3 separate regions of the Mus musculus genome follow, and regions 2 and 3 are each linked to region 1. The links are chromatin contacts, called in public Hi-C maps. All regions are on one chromosome and are shown on one strand. The core of a region is the stretch at or near the end of the contact, and the rest is flanking DNA. Distances in the headings are between cores, read along the strand shown. Region 1 holds the start of Pak7 (p21 (RAC1) activated kinase 7). Region 2 overlaps Pak7 (p21 (RAC1) activated kinase 7). Region 3 overlaps Pak7 (p21 (RAC1) activated kinase 7).

Region 1 (4,452 bases), core at 498-2,997:
TTGCCATTAGCTTCTACAGCTTTCATTAGAAGTTCTGCTTTGCACACGTGTATTCAAAGTCAAGGTGTTATCAGATTGGACACTTATAGCTTTACTCTACTTAAATTCATTTCCCTCCTGCAGTCTCTGTTTCATTATCACAATACTGACTCATTCTTGCCACCTAAGGAGATCATAAGAATAAATAGTGTAAGTGCAGAGGAAAGTATCTAAACTTCATATTCACAGACAGATGCCCAGCCTGAAAAGATAAAACAGGGGATGAAGGTGTGTTCTAAATTTACCTTTCCTCCCTCTCAGGGGGCTATGCTGCTAATCATAACAGATACAACTGTAAGGTGTCACATCTGTTGTTGCAGAATGTCAACTTTAAGAAGGCTTGTGTAGGAGGGACTTCTTCAGGGAGTAATGTGTCCATCTGTAAATTAAAGATGCTGCCTTTACACCAAATGCCACAAGAGGGTCTCTGATGTTTTGTGAAGTACCTATTTCCCCAGAAGTGTATCCAGTTTTCCAAGTCGTTATCAATTATTGGCCAAGACATTTTTTTCTTTACTACTCTAATATTTAAAAGATCTGTTCAGTTCTTTGAAAGGTTAGGGCTCCCTTAATTGAGATATGAATGCTGGCAAATTAACTTCTACCCTATCACAATGGAAAGCTCCAGACACACTCGGTTTCAAAACGGATGCTCACATTTGTGCCCTAAACTGGACACTTGACAGTCCTGAGACTTTCCAAGTTTATCCTCTAGGAGACTGACATTGTACAGAATTTTAACCAGAGTTTGGAAGTGATATTCTCTTCCACATTCTGTCCACCAATGTTCACAAGCAGAAGTTCTTTCCCAATCCATTGCAACCCACTAAGCGAACAGAGACAAACAACAAAGGAAAACACAGTCCCATAAAGGTTCCGCTATTGCATCTGGTGGTCCACACCTGCTAAAAGACAAAAACCATATGGGAACCCTGCCCTGGCAATGCATCCAGCACTCCCTGGGAGCAGCAGGCACTGTCGTATCACCGGCAGGGCGTGCGCGAGTGCATACACAAAGAACTGCTGCTGGGCTTGCTAGCCTTTCGGGGTACCAGCAGACTCCTAGAGCTGGCATCCAGGGTGATCTCCTACGCCCTCCATCCTAGCATAAGAGCGCTATCCTTTATTTGACCGGTGAAGAGCCCAAGCTGGATGATATCGCAAAGATTGGGGGTTGGGGAGTGGGCGGACCCTGGATCCCTTGCCCATTCTCAGAGGTCCCCAGCCTTTGGCATCTCCTAGGAGATGCACAATCAATTGTGCTGTCATAGAGGTCTCCTTTCGCATCCTCTCTAGGCAAAGCCAGATGCCCGGTGTAGCAACCGTGCGCATCTTGGCAAGCGCCCCTTCTGGAGCCGCTACCCATAAGCCGACCTGCCCGGTGCTCCTGCCTACCTGGTGGCTGGCTGTCAGCAGAGAAGTCGCGGTACCTCATCTGCTTCTCCGCTGCTGCTACATCTGTTATATCGCTCCAAGCGCCATGTTCCTGCTCTCCACGGGCGCACGCCAGGGAACTACTACGGCTGGGAAGGGGCAAGGGGGGCGGGGGCTAGAGGAGGGGGTGGGGGCAGAGTCAAAGCTTTTTACTCTCCTCCCAAACCTCTCCCAGCTACTGAGCATGCCCAAGCCGCCTGGCTTCGCCCCTAGGAGGACTGTCCGCTGAGACCACTCAGCTGCTCCGGGTTTTAGGAGCAGCCCGCTGTAGGAAAGCTGTAGCAATTGAGGGGGGTGAAAGGGGGAGTGTGGAGGGAGTGTCTGCACGCCCGAGCTGGAGAAAACAGCCAATCGGATCACACTTTCCTTCTACCATCCCCCTGCGGGCTACTCCCGCATACCCCTCCCTGAACATCCCAGTTTGTCCAAATTTTCTATAGGACCTTTGCAAAGCCGCACTACATCAGTATGCTAGCTAGTCTCTTTAGCATCACCTGGTCCTGTGCTTCGCAAACTTTAATGAGCCTTTGATTTAAAATACAGATTTGGATTCAACTGCCTGGTCCTGAAAGTCCCCGTGCCATTCGGCTGGTCCTCTGAAAGGTCAGGAGGTGCAAGAATCCAGAAACATCTTCTATAACCTCTAATTGGTCATGGAGTCTTTAATCAGCAATGGACTTATCAGCCTAAGGAGTTACCTTCAGCTTTTGATGATAGCAGCGGTTCAAGGGAGGATGTCCCCTGGGATGTCATGCCTTTCCTGGAAAGAGGCTTTGTAGGGCACACACTGAAGACAGCATAAAACCATTAGTTTGATCTAGAATTAGGAGTTTCGGAGACGATGGGCTCTTGGATCAATTCACAATCGCTTTGATACTTGAGACTAGGAAACTCGTGCTCAGTCAGTTGACCTGTTGTTGACCTGTTGTCCAATTCAAGCCTGAACCAGTCTATCCTGACTGTCTACCTGTCTTCTCTGAGCCTGGGACAAAACCTGAGAGGTTCGATGTAATGTCAAGGCTGGGCTTGACAGTTGAGACTGACTGGTCTTTTGAGAGCAAAAGACCACAGGAGGTATCGGTAATATTGAGATTAGTCACTGCCCACATGAAACCAATCAATTCACAAAACCAACCAAGAGACTTTAATCTTGGTTTTGAGAGAGCCACATCCTTCTTCATCCTCAGAGATCTCTAGATTGTCCTTATGAGAATATAGTGTCTGATCCTATAACTGAATAAGTCGGTTATAAAACAGGGCCAGTTTGCTAGTGAATAGTAGATGCTTATCATCTCCTGTCCCCGTGGCTTATCTGTTCACACACTACTTTCACTGAAGTAACTTATATATCAAAACAGAATCATGGCAGGAGCTGGTGCTAAAGATATTGCCACAGCTGTTAAGAACTCATGTTGCCCATCCAGAGGTCCCAGGTTCAGTTGTATAGGGTGGGTCCGAGCTGTACGTGACTCTGACTCCAGTGGATCTCACACACTCCTCTGGTATCAGTGGTGCCTTTTTCCACCTGGTACACAAAGAAGCATCCAGACACATATATACACATAAAAATAAATCTTTAAAAAATAGATCACAGAACAGATAGATGGTCACTGTTCTCCACTGATGTTTCTAAGTGTGAAGGACATATGTATCTTGGCCTATCAAATCCTATTTTTCCCATTCATATGACTAAAGTCAATAAATTTATCAATGCTTGAAACTGCTCAAATAGCCCTACCTCACCTCTCACCAACTGGATTGCTGTCCCATGGCCATTGGCATAATATTTTCTATTCTTTACTTTCCCCTATGTGGACTTGGACAGATGCAAATGACAGGAAATATTTTATTAAGATGAAGTTTACTTGTAGTTTTAGTATCAATAAAAAGTGCACACACTGCCAAAGTGAACTATATAATCTGAATAATATAATTTTATATTATAATTATGCCATCATGAATAGCCATGAAACAACTGATAGAAAAAAATCATAAATGAAAATCTGCTCCAAAGGAAACTACCAGGCTTAGATGGTTTCACTAGAGAAACGCTCTAAGTAGTGTAAAATACAAAACAACAAAAACAAAACAAAAACTATTTTCACACAATTATTTCCCAGAAAGCAAGAGAACACATGGCTCAACTAATTTATGAGGCTATAATTTCCCTGACACCAAAACCAAATAAACTTAGTAGAAGAGAAGTCCTCTAAACAATATATCTTATAAACCTACAAACAACCATTCCTGAGAGCTGCAGGAAGGGCTGAGTATCCTAGTACAGGTCCATGGTCCCAGCTACTCAGGAGGCTGAGACAGGAGAATCATGAATTCAAAACTTGTCTGAACTAAAGAGTGACTTAAAGGATCATTCCCACCCAAATGAAGAAGGTACTAAAAGCTTTTAGCTAACACTTATAACACCACACATTTTATCCCAAACACCAAGAAAAAAATATTACCTTGAATCTTACAGTGCATAGAGAAAATTATATATTATCTCTACATAGATGTATGTCAGGAACTCAGGGCTGTCTTAATATGTAAATAGGCATCAATATAATCCATCATACAAACTCAAAAATCCTATCAAATTATACAGGAAAGCATTTGAAAAAATGATACCCATTATTGAATAAAGACTTGAAACTCATCAGGAACTGAGGGAGGGAATTGCCTCATTTATAAAAGGCATCTACAAAAAACAAAAACAAAAAACAACAACAAAAACAAACAAAAAAGCAAACAAACAACAACAACAAAAAACCTCTAGTGAACTTGCCATTTAAAAAAGAAAGTAAAAATAGTTTCCTCCTAAGATTCAGGAAAACTAAGAAGAGACTCATCCATCATCTCTTTCAACATATTACTAGAAATTATAGCAACTGAAATTAGGCAAGAAAAATAAAAGACCCCGAGTTATGAAGGAATTAGTAAAATACTTTTTACATGCATTCCACTGATTGTGCTCTTGAAAAG
Region 2 (4,452 bases), core at 1,460-3,959, 110 kb before region 1:
AACAAAGCAGTTAGCAGAAGCCCTCCATGACTTCTGCATCAACCCTTGCCTTGAGGTTCCAGCCCTGCTTGAGTTCCTGCCTTGACTTCCTCCGGTAATGGACTATCATGTGGATGTGTATGTCAAATAAACCCTTTCCTCCCCAACTGACTTTTGGTCATGGTGTTTCATCACAGCAATGTTAACTCTAACTAAGACACAGGGTAAGAAGAAACTAAATATATCTTTGATATGCATCATGAAAGACCCGAGAGTTTTTAAAATCTACTGTTTCCTGTCATAGTAGAAAGACACATTGCAGACTGCACATCTTTTCTTTTGCCTGGTGTTAGTCATTCCTCAGACACTTTTCAGGTGTGATCAAAGCAAGTTTGCTTGAAGCACTTTCAGCGTGACATCCCATGCCATCCATTCCAGATCCGATCTGGAGTACTCACTGAAGATTGTTCTAGCTCTTCTTTGCATAATATTTTTGCTCTTATTTAACCAGCCCCCCCCCCCTCTCTCCCTCTCTCACACACACACACACACACACACACACACACACACCAATGAACTAGGACAAATAATGTACGTACATAGCAGAAATAATTTATTTTGAAAAAAGTCAGATATTTTGAGACATATGCAAAAAAATCACACTTTACCAATTTCTATTTCGATTAAAATCATTTACAACTCTCTTAAAATATGGGTTTGTTTTCTAAAGCTGTTGCAAAGACTGTCCAGTTGGTTTACTTCTCTGCACTTTAAAATGATTGGATTTAACCTTGATTTATTTGAATTTTATGGTAAACAATTGTCTGATAAAACTGTCAACTCCAAAGCAAATTCTGTGTGGTAAATGATCCTTGGGAAGAACAGCAGGATTTGCTATCAGTAAAATCTTGTCTAAATAAGACATCCTAGGAAGAGGGTCCTAAAAGGCCCTAATGCTTTATTTGGATAATTCAAAATTGGCTAAAATACAAGTAGACATAATTACTTTTAGTCTTGTGATATCCTTTTTTCTGTATGAGTAACTGAGTCATGTAGGTATGACATATAACAAAAGACAATTTGACGTGTTTTACAAACGTAAAACTTTTGATTCAGTTCTGAACTAGAAAGACACTAGAAAGTATCTGACTTAATAGAAGGTCATGATGCCAATTGACTTCAATGTGAGCATGTCTCCGCTTCAGTAAGGGGTTGGCTCAGGCTCCTTCTTGTACTAGCTGAATCACCTGATGTGGTGGATTATTCCCTTGTTCATTGACTTATTCAAAAAATGAAGACAAGGTGTGACTTTCTGGAATATGTAGTGGTTTATGGGATAAAATGGAAGTGACCACTGGCCTTTGGGAAATAAAAAAGGGTAAGTTAGCTCATGTTTTCAGTAGTATATATAAATTAGTCCACATAGCCTTTTAATCAATGAATTTAGATCCCCCAAAAAAAGAAGGAGGAGGAAGAGGAGGAGGAAGAAAATGAAGGAAGGAAGGAAGAAAGGAAGGAAGGAAGGGAGGGAGGGAGGAAGGAAGGAAGGAAGGAAGAAACAAGCAAAAGAAAGAAAGAAAGAAAGAAAGAAAGAAAGAAAGAAGGAAGAAAGAAAGGAAGAAAGAAAGGAAGAAAGGAAGAAACAAGCAAACAAGCCAGTGACTTATCAATCAAGAACAAAAAAATTAATAAGTCCCAGCTAGGTAGTGGGGATTTAAAATAAAATAAGAAATGAATAGAAAGGAAAAAAGTCACAGCTCACCTATGTGAGGACATAGATATCTCTGTGGTTGTAGTGTCTGTGTGTGAACAGAAAATTCCTTTCTCATAGATTCTCCGAAAATCTGAGTTTTCAATATTGGATACACAGAACTTTGTGCATTATATTTTTGGAAGCACAAAAAGTCATTAAAATGATGACTCAGATATAAACATGTAGGTTAAGTTATTAAAATTTTCAAAATTCAGCCAGGCGTGGTGGTGCACACCTTTAATCCCAGCACTCAGGAGGCAGAGGCAGGCGGATTTCTGAGTTCGAGGCCAGCCTGGTCTACAAAGTGAGTTCCAGGACAGCCAGGGCTGTACAGAGAAACCCTGTCTCGAAAATCCAAAACCAAAACCAAAACCAAAACCAAAAAAAAAAAAAAAAAACAAAAAGAATTCAAAATTCTACCTTACATAAAACAGAGCCAAGCTACTCCATCAACTGTATAGCCCACACAGTTACAGCCACCCCTTGCCTGTCTTCTCCCACTGATGGATAGCCACACCTGGGCAGATGGGTTTTAAGGGGTTTGGCCAGCATAGGTCTCTCTAAGTCTGAAATCTGATAATGTCTGCTGCATCAGGTACCTTTTACCCCATCCTCTTTAGTTTGCAGAGATGCAATATTGAGAATGGAGGACTTGATATATGATATCTGTGCTATTATGTGGAATAAAATGTTTAGTAATCGTAAAAGATGTTAAATCCAGTGACTTGAAGTTTTCTAACAACCTGGAGGCTTTGGGGAGAAGGGCGAAAACAAAAATGGCTTCACATAATCAACCTAACACTTCGTTTATGTTTTTCAACTGTTGTTTTCATGAAGGTACAACCTTTCTAAATGAAATTACTACAGAGCATCCTTCTCAAAATACATATTCTGCACCATACAGCCACTCTCACTGTACTCCCCAATGTGGCTATGTTAGCCTTCTCAGATGCTGTGTTCCCCAGCTCACCTGGAAGCATTCCCCTGCCAGGAGGTTCACAAAGGGTTTCATGACCAGGTTTGGCAGTGTAAAAGCCCAGCAGACAGCAGGCTGGCAGGGGCAGTTTTCTTTTTTTTTTTTTTCCATTTTTTATTAGGTATTTGCAGGGGCAGTTTTCTATGCTTCTCCTCTGAGGATCTGTAAACAACATCACATTTGCTTCCCAGCTACTCAACTCATCTGCCCCTCTGTGATCTTCCTCTCTGCGTACAATGAAATATTTATAACCAGAACCCAGCATCCTGTCATCTTTCCTCTCTGATTGAAGGAGGTGTGCTATACTTTCAGGAAAGAGGGAGAGAGAGGCAGAGAGAGAGAGACAGAGAGACAGAGACAGAGACAGAGACAGAGAAAGAAACACCACAGAAACACTAACCATTTCACTAAATAACTTTGGAGTGGGGTTGAAAACAAAGTTCACTCAGATAGGGATTTTCTTTCATTCATAGCTTGGAAACTGTGGCATATGGGTACACGTTTTGTTTTTGTCATAATTATTTGTGCACCTGCAGAGCAAAACCTCTCCAGGGAAACTTCTCAGAGCCCACACTGCACCTGGATTACCTCAAATTTGCACCAAGAACTATTTTCTGTTTTTGTTTTCATGAAATAATGAAGGTCTTTTTTTTTAAGGCACATTCACCTTTTTCTACAGAATAACCCCCTGCTTGGACATTTGTCCTCTTCATTCCTCTGGGACAGTAGAAGGATTATGTTTTTTCAAGGGCTAGGAACTGCATATTCTCATGTAAACATTCTTTTTATCTTGCAGAACACTAACAATAGGGATTTTTGGAGTAATATTCTTTATACAGAGAATCCAAATGATCAGGTTTGAATCAACTTTTTCTTCTGGTCTGGTGGAAGAGCACTAACGTTTTTGTGTACTGGGTGCCCCATGTTTCAGGTCCATTGAGCTGAACTTGATTTTTTTTTAACTTTTCTGGCTGCACTCTTCTGGATGTGGACTTCCTCAATATAAACCCAAGGTAATGTCAGCACTCATATATTTCAGAGAACTAAGTGATATTGTGTATGTATAAGATCATCTAAAGTGCCATACAATATTAGGTTTATAAAGGTATTTTAATTCTTAAGTGTTTCATGCTTAGTAATTTAAGTTTATCTGACATAGAAAATGGAAATTGGTTCCCTCAAAACCTGATGATAATGTCTCTAGAGCCTGAAGATTCTTTCATCACTCATAATAGAAGAGCATGGAGAATAGGTAATATGACCTAGGCTTGCATACCCTGAGACATTGGATAAAGTGAGAGAATGGCGGTATGGAGAGGTAGACAGAGGGAGAGCTATGAAGAGCAGACAGACGGTCATCCAGCAATGTTCATGGTTATCTTTCTGATCATGATCAGACGGGGTTCGACAGCATATCCTGAGGGTTCTTAGATCAGAGGTTCTCAGCCTTCTTAAGACTGAGGTCCTCTAACAGTTATGTTCACGTTGTGGTGAACTCCAACCATAAAATTATTTCTTTGCTACTTCATAACTGTAGTTTTGATACCCTTATGAATTGTAATGTAAATATCCAATGTATGACCCTCCAAAGAAGTCAGGCCCCACAACTTGAGAACCACGGATTTAGATTGAATTCAGGGTTGTGTGTGTGTGTGAAATTGTATTGGAGTATAAAAAAATCTCCCCCTCCCCCCTCTTACTCTGACAAGCAACCAACCTAGATATTGGACATATCTGTGCCCAG
Region 3 (4,452 bases), core at 1,053-3,552, 86 kb before region 1:
GAGGCCAGCCTAAGTCACCAAATGCCAGCCAAAGGCAGATAGAGGAATAAGCTCAGTCAAGTCAAGATAGGAAGAGCTCGCCACCAAAATCTATAACTTAATCAAGACCCATAAGAAATAAATGCTTCCAACAAGAAGCCACTGAGGTTTTAATGTTGTCATGAAACATCATCATAGCACCGGGAAATTGAAATTTCACCCACATGACTAAATGCTTGAAAATAAAATGCTCAATTCAGATGGTTTCTGGGGCTTCATACAGCTCAGACTTCTTCAATCGAAACATAAAATCTTGGCCCTAGAATGTTGAAATATCTTCCCTGCCAGCTTAGACCTTTTCTGTCATAGATTATACTCCTAAACCCTGCCCCACAATTGACCTCTAGAAATTATTTTATTATTATTATTATTAATTATTATTATTAAAATGTCTTGGGCAACCATAGTTGTCACAGTTAGGTTTATTGTCAACTTGACACAATCTAGACTCACCTGAGTGGAGAGTCTCAACAAGGTATTATCTCCTTCAGACTCTTCTGTGGGGAATTCTCTTTACTATATTAGTAACATGAGAAAAACGCCCACTATGGGTGGGACCATCCCCTGGATTTGGAATCCTAAACTAGATAAAAGAAGAAGGATGAGGGTGGAGAATGCACTTAGTGTGCATGCATTTGTTCTTTCTCTCTTCTTGACTATGAATATGACTAGCTGTTTCAAGTTCCTGAAGTCTTGACTTTTGGACTATGCTCTTAAACTCTGAGCTGAAATAAACCTTATCTCTCATAAGTTACCTTTGTCAGAGTGTTTTGGCCACAGAAGCTAGAAATAAAATTAAGACAAAAATTGTGATAAACCGAACTATGTATTTCTTATGCCACTTGAATTGTTTTGTGGCTGGAATTGTTTTGTGGATATATTGCCAAGAAATACTATGTTTGAAGCAAAGCTTAATGGGCTCTTCTAGTGGAGACCATAAGAAATGTGTATGATGAAGGCCCAGCTAATAAGGCTTCAGAGGGTAATAAGGACTCTATCAGTAATTGGACTAGGGGCCACTAGTGTAAAACTTTGTACAAGAACCTAGCTGTATTCTGCTTATGTCCTGAGAGTTTGAGTGATATTATATTTGAAAGAGATGTACTGATTTGTAACTTTGAAAGATATATATTGATTTGTTTGACTGGAGAAATTTCAAGGTGAGGCAGTATTCAGGATGGTGCTAAAGAGGCAGCTATAGTTGGTAAAATGATCAGTCCTGTAGTAGAGAACTCACATGTCTATGTGACAGTAGAGGGATTACTTAAGGAGAAGACCCCACCCATTTCAGGCAACATATTGTGATTATCTAAATTCATTTAAAGGAAGAAAGCCTAGGGTGAAAGGATTCCCTGATTCTTGAAAGCAATTGCCTTGGAAAGTATTTCCTTAGGGTCAACATACAGAAGTGGATATAGCTGTGGTCCAAGAGAACTTGGCTACATCTCCAGTTAGCAAAGCTCTGTGGTCTTATAAATTTTGTCCATGTGGAACCCAAGATTGATGAGTTCGTGGAAAACATCTAAGACCAGTCACTGTGTACCAAAATTTGAATTCCTATAGAGAAGTCCTGAGTGACCCCTGGAGTGGAGAAGCCAGAAAAGTGAAGATGCCAGGGCCACAGGACACAGGTATGGAGTGGTCTTGCAGTATACAAGAAAAAGAAACCAATTCCACTTACATGTTATTCCTACAGTACCTGTAGGAATTTAAGCATGTCTATCATGGTTAACAGTAAGAGAAATGATCTATAGCCTTCATTCTCCTGAAAAATCATGGCAAATTGCTTAACATCTCTTATCCTTAAAGTTTTCACCTATCAATTGAGGATTGGTACCACATGATGGTCTTCAGGGGACATAATAGGGGAACTAGTTGAAACTTAAGGGGCTTTAAACAAAATCCATTCTTCACTAGTTTCTATTAGTAACAATAAATGGAATCTCAGTAAACAAGCAGAAAAAACTACCCTCCCTCTTTTCTTTCTCTAATTCAGGACTTTGCAAACCATTGATATTGACAAGTTGTTACTTAGGGTCCCTGTATTTTGTTCTCACTTTAAATCCTACCTTAGAAAGATGTAAAGAGACATTGGAGACCAGCAATGGTCCTACCACATGCACAACTTCTTAAAGCATAAGGCATGGAAAGCTGAATAAAGCAATGTATTTTCTGTTCTCTATCACTCAAAGACAGCCAGTGCCACATAGAGTTGACCTTCTTAGGAAAGAGTCTAAAAAGGATCCTCCCCCACCCACATGCTACTGTGAATCTGTTCACAGCAAGGGAACCAGCAGACAGATGGCACAATACATGCTAGGTGCCAAGTGTACAGTATTTCTTTCATGGAAAAGCCAAATCAATTGGAAGGAAAATCATCTTACTCTTATTATTGCCTCTGTAGCAAAGGTTACTATTGAAACTCAGGAAGATGCATTCAAAAATAAAAACAAAAGTGGTGTTGTTCTATTGAGTCAGTCGATAGATGTAGATTTTAATTTTTTTAAATCTTGTGTGGTAAAGGCATCCAGATATCCCATAAATAAATTACACACATTGATGATGATTCTCCCAGATAAACTCTCAGACAGGTCTTTAACTTAAGCAAATAGATCAAGTTCTGCTTAAACAGACGACTTTTCCCAAAGCACTTGCTGTTACACAGGTTGTCTCTCATTTCTGTTGTTTGTTTTAGAGTGCTGCTCTTTAAAACACGCAGTTCTCTCTCTCTCTCTCTCTCTCTCTCTCCCTCTCCCTCTCCCTCTCCCTCTCCCTCTCCCTCTCCCTCTCCCTCTCCCTCTCCCTCTCCCTCTCCCTCTCCCTCTCCCTCTCCCTCTCTCTCTCTCTCTCTCTCTCTCTCTCTCATGTGCGTACACACAGGTGGGTCTATCATGAAATGGTATGTTCTTGATTTATCTCTATACCTGGTTTCTGAATGGTACATCTTTAACAGCATCCCAAGGTACATCTTTGGGTGTATTCACCATAATAAAACATTCTTCAAATGTAGAGCACTATGCAAGTGTGAGAAAAGGAGAATTTACAGTGAAGCTCTCACTTAGTCACTCCTTGCTAGGATGTCCCAGTGGGGATTCTGGCCCTGCCAAGAACAGACTTCATTATAAACTCGATGTTGAGATTCATCAGCAGGAAGATGACCTAGAAACTTCTTATCTAAGTCTCTTAACACCTGGTATGCCTTGATTTTTTACATGCAATTAACCTGGAAATTATGTATTTATGGCATACATTCTGTTGGGGAATTGACTTTAGCTAAGTAAGTGCCCTAATATGTGTGGCTGATGAAGTATACAGATTCCAAAGACATATATTTGGCTGATTTTGAGGCAGGAAAGCATAGGACATAGCTTAGCAATCAGTGATTCTACTTGGCTTAGGTTATGCACACATCTGTCTCCTAATAATGTACTTAGCAACCTGGGACACCCAACTTATATTGATCTCCATATATACCCTACTTCTGAATGATGGAGTAAGTTACTCTCCTTGCCTCTTTGATAATGCTCCATTTTCATTTAAACATACTTAAGAACTATATCCAATCAGCCCATCTGTCTTGTCTTGGTTTTAGACACATGAACAGTAAGGTTGTAACCTCTAAGTGAACTTTTAAGGGTTTACAACATTATGTTTATGCGATCACATACATCGTGGGAAGGGAGATACAAAATAGAAAAAAAAAAACCCTACTATTGAAATCTGCCAATCAAAGTAGAGAAATTTCCATATTCTTCCCTGGTAACAACAAAACTCCTCCCTGTCTTGGACTCCACAAAGAAAGACATGGATGGAAATTTGGAGCCCTATTCTTAACTCAAACTCCCACTGTCACTCTTGACAGTGTATCTGACCCATACTGTCAGTTTGATTTTGAATAAAGTCTCCTTGCTAATTTGTAATCTGTGTGTACCTTTACATTAACTCTCTGAGTATGACAAGAAGAGTCTGGAACGACCCAGACTAGACACCAACTTCCTGTAACAGTTTTATCTGAACCATCTCTAGTTACACTTGGAGATAGTGCTGGCTAGCTCTTCCTAAGCAAAAGTGTGTTCTAGTACAAAAGAATGGGGTTTTACGGAGCCTCCTTAGAGGTTCCAGGACCCCTCAGGGCTGCAGTTCAGATGCTTTGACTGGGTTTATTTGGATCCCTGTTAGATAAGGTCCTTAAGGTCGTTCTTTGCTTTCCTATTATTCACAATTGGAAGTTTTGGTTTCTATGCTGCTATGTGTGAGGACTCTTGGGGAATGGGCTGTTTAGTTTCCCTGTGGATGAGCCGTGTAGAAACTTTCAGCATCAGGTAAACAAGATTAAAAGAGGAATCAGCCCTGTTCTCTTCCGAAGCCAGGTTTTCAGAGTATTTTTCTTTAGCATTCGATTCAACTGAAGGA

The links. Hi-C and Micro-C count contacts between places; a contact is called where the count stands out from the background.
Region 2: a Hi-C map of cerebellar granule neurons shows a contact between it and region 1, with 2.2 times the contacts expected there. The contact joins the enhancer-like site here to the promoter of Pak7 in region 1. A contact is called at or near these places in 4 of 39 promoter capture datasets (the 3T3-L1 cell line, 3T3-L1-derived adipocytes, hippocampal neurons and 1 more), 2 of 484 Hi-C or Micro-C datasets (cerebellar granule neurons and cortical neurons) and 1 of 9 other capture datasets (pancreatic islet).
Region 3: a Hi-C map of cerebellar granule neurons shows a contact between it and region 1, with 2.3 times the contacts expected there. The contact joins the enhancer-like site here to the promoter of Pak7 in region 1. A contact is called at or near these places in 3 of 39 promoter capture datasets (3T3-L1-derived adipocytes, hippocampal neurons and trophoblast stem cells), 9 of 484 Hi-C or Micro-C datasets (brain, cerebellar granule neurons, cerebellum and 6 more), 1 of 115 datasets of contacts at active chromatin or transcription factors (neural progenitor cells) and 1 of 9 other capture datasets (pancreatic islet).

Annotation. Positions count from the first base shown.
Region 1 is chr2:136,386,220-136,390,671 of GRCm38.p6, forward strand. It overlaps Pak7 (p21 (RAC1) activated kinase 7), which reads right to left and starts at 1,748. Exons shown (of 10, transcript NM_172858.2): 1 at 1,435-1,748.
Region 2 is chr2:136,279,527-136,283,978 of GRCm38.p6, forward strand. The region is part of intron 1 of Pak7 (p21 (RAC1) activated kinase 7); the gene reads right to left. Among named protein-coding and RNA genes, the nearest start is that of Gm39942, 100 kb to the left of the region's middle. Within about 2 kb of position 2,710, at least 2 of the 459 cell types and tissues checked have an H3K27ac peak or open chromatin away from gene starts, as enhancers often do. A contact at or near this core is called in cerebellar granule neurons, where this site is marked.
Region 3 is chr2:136,299,294-136,303,745 of GRCm38.p6, forward strand. The region is part of intron 1 of Pak7 (p21 (RAC1) activated kinase 7); the gene reads right to left. Among named protein-coding and RNA genes, the nearest start is that of Pak7, 86 kb to the right of the region's middle. Within about 2 kb of position 2,303, at least 9 of the 459 cell types and tissues checked have an H3K27ac peak or open chromatin away from gene starts, as enhancers often do. A contact at or near this core is called in cerebellar granule neurons, cerebellum and olfactory sensory neurons, where this site is marked.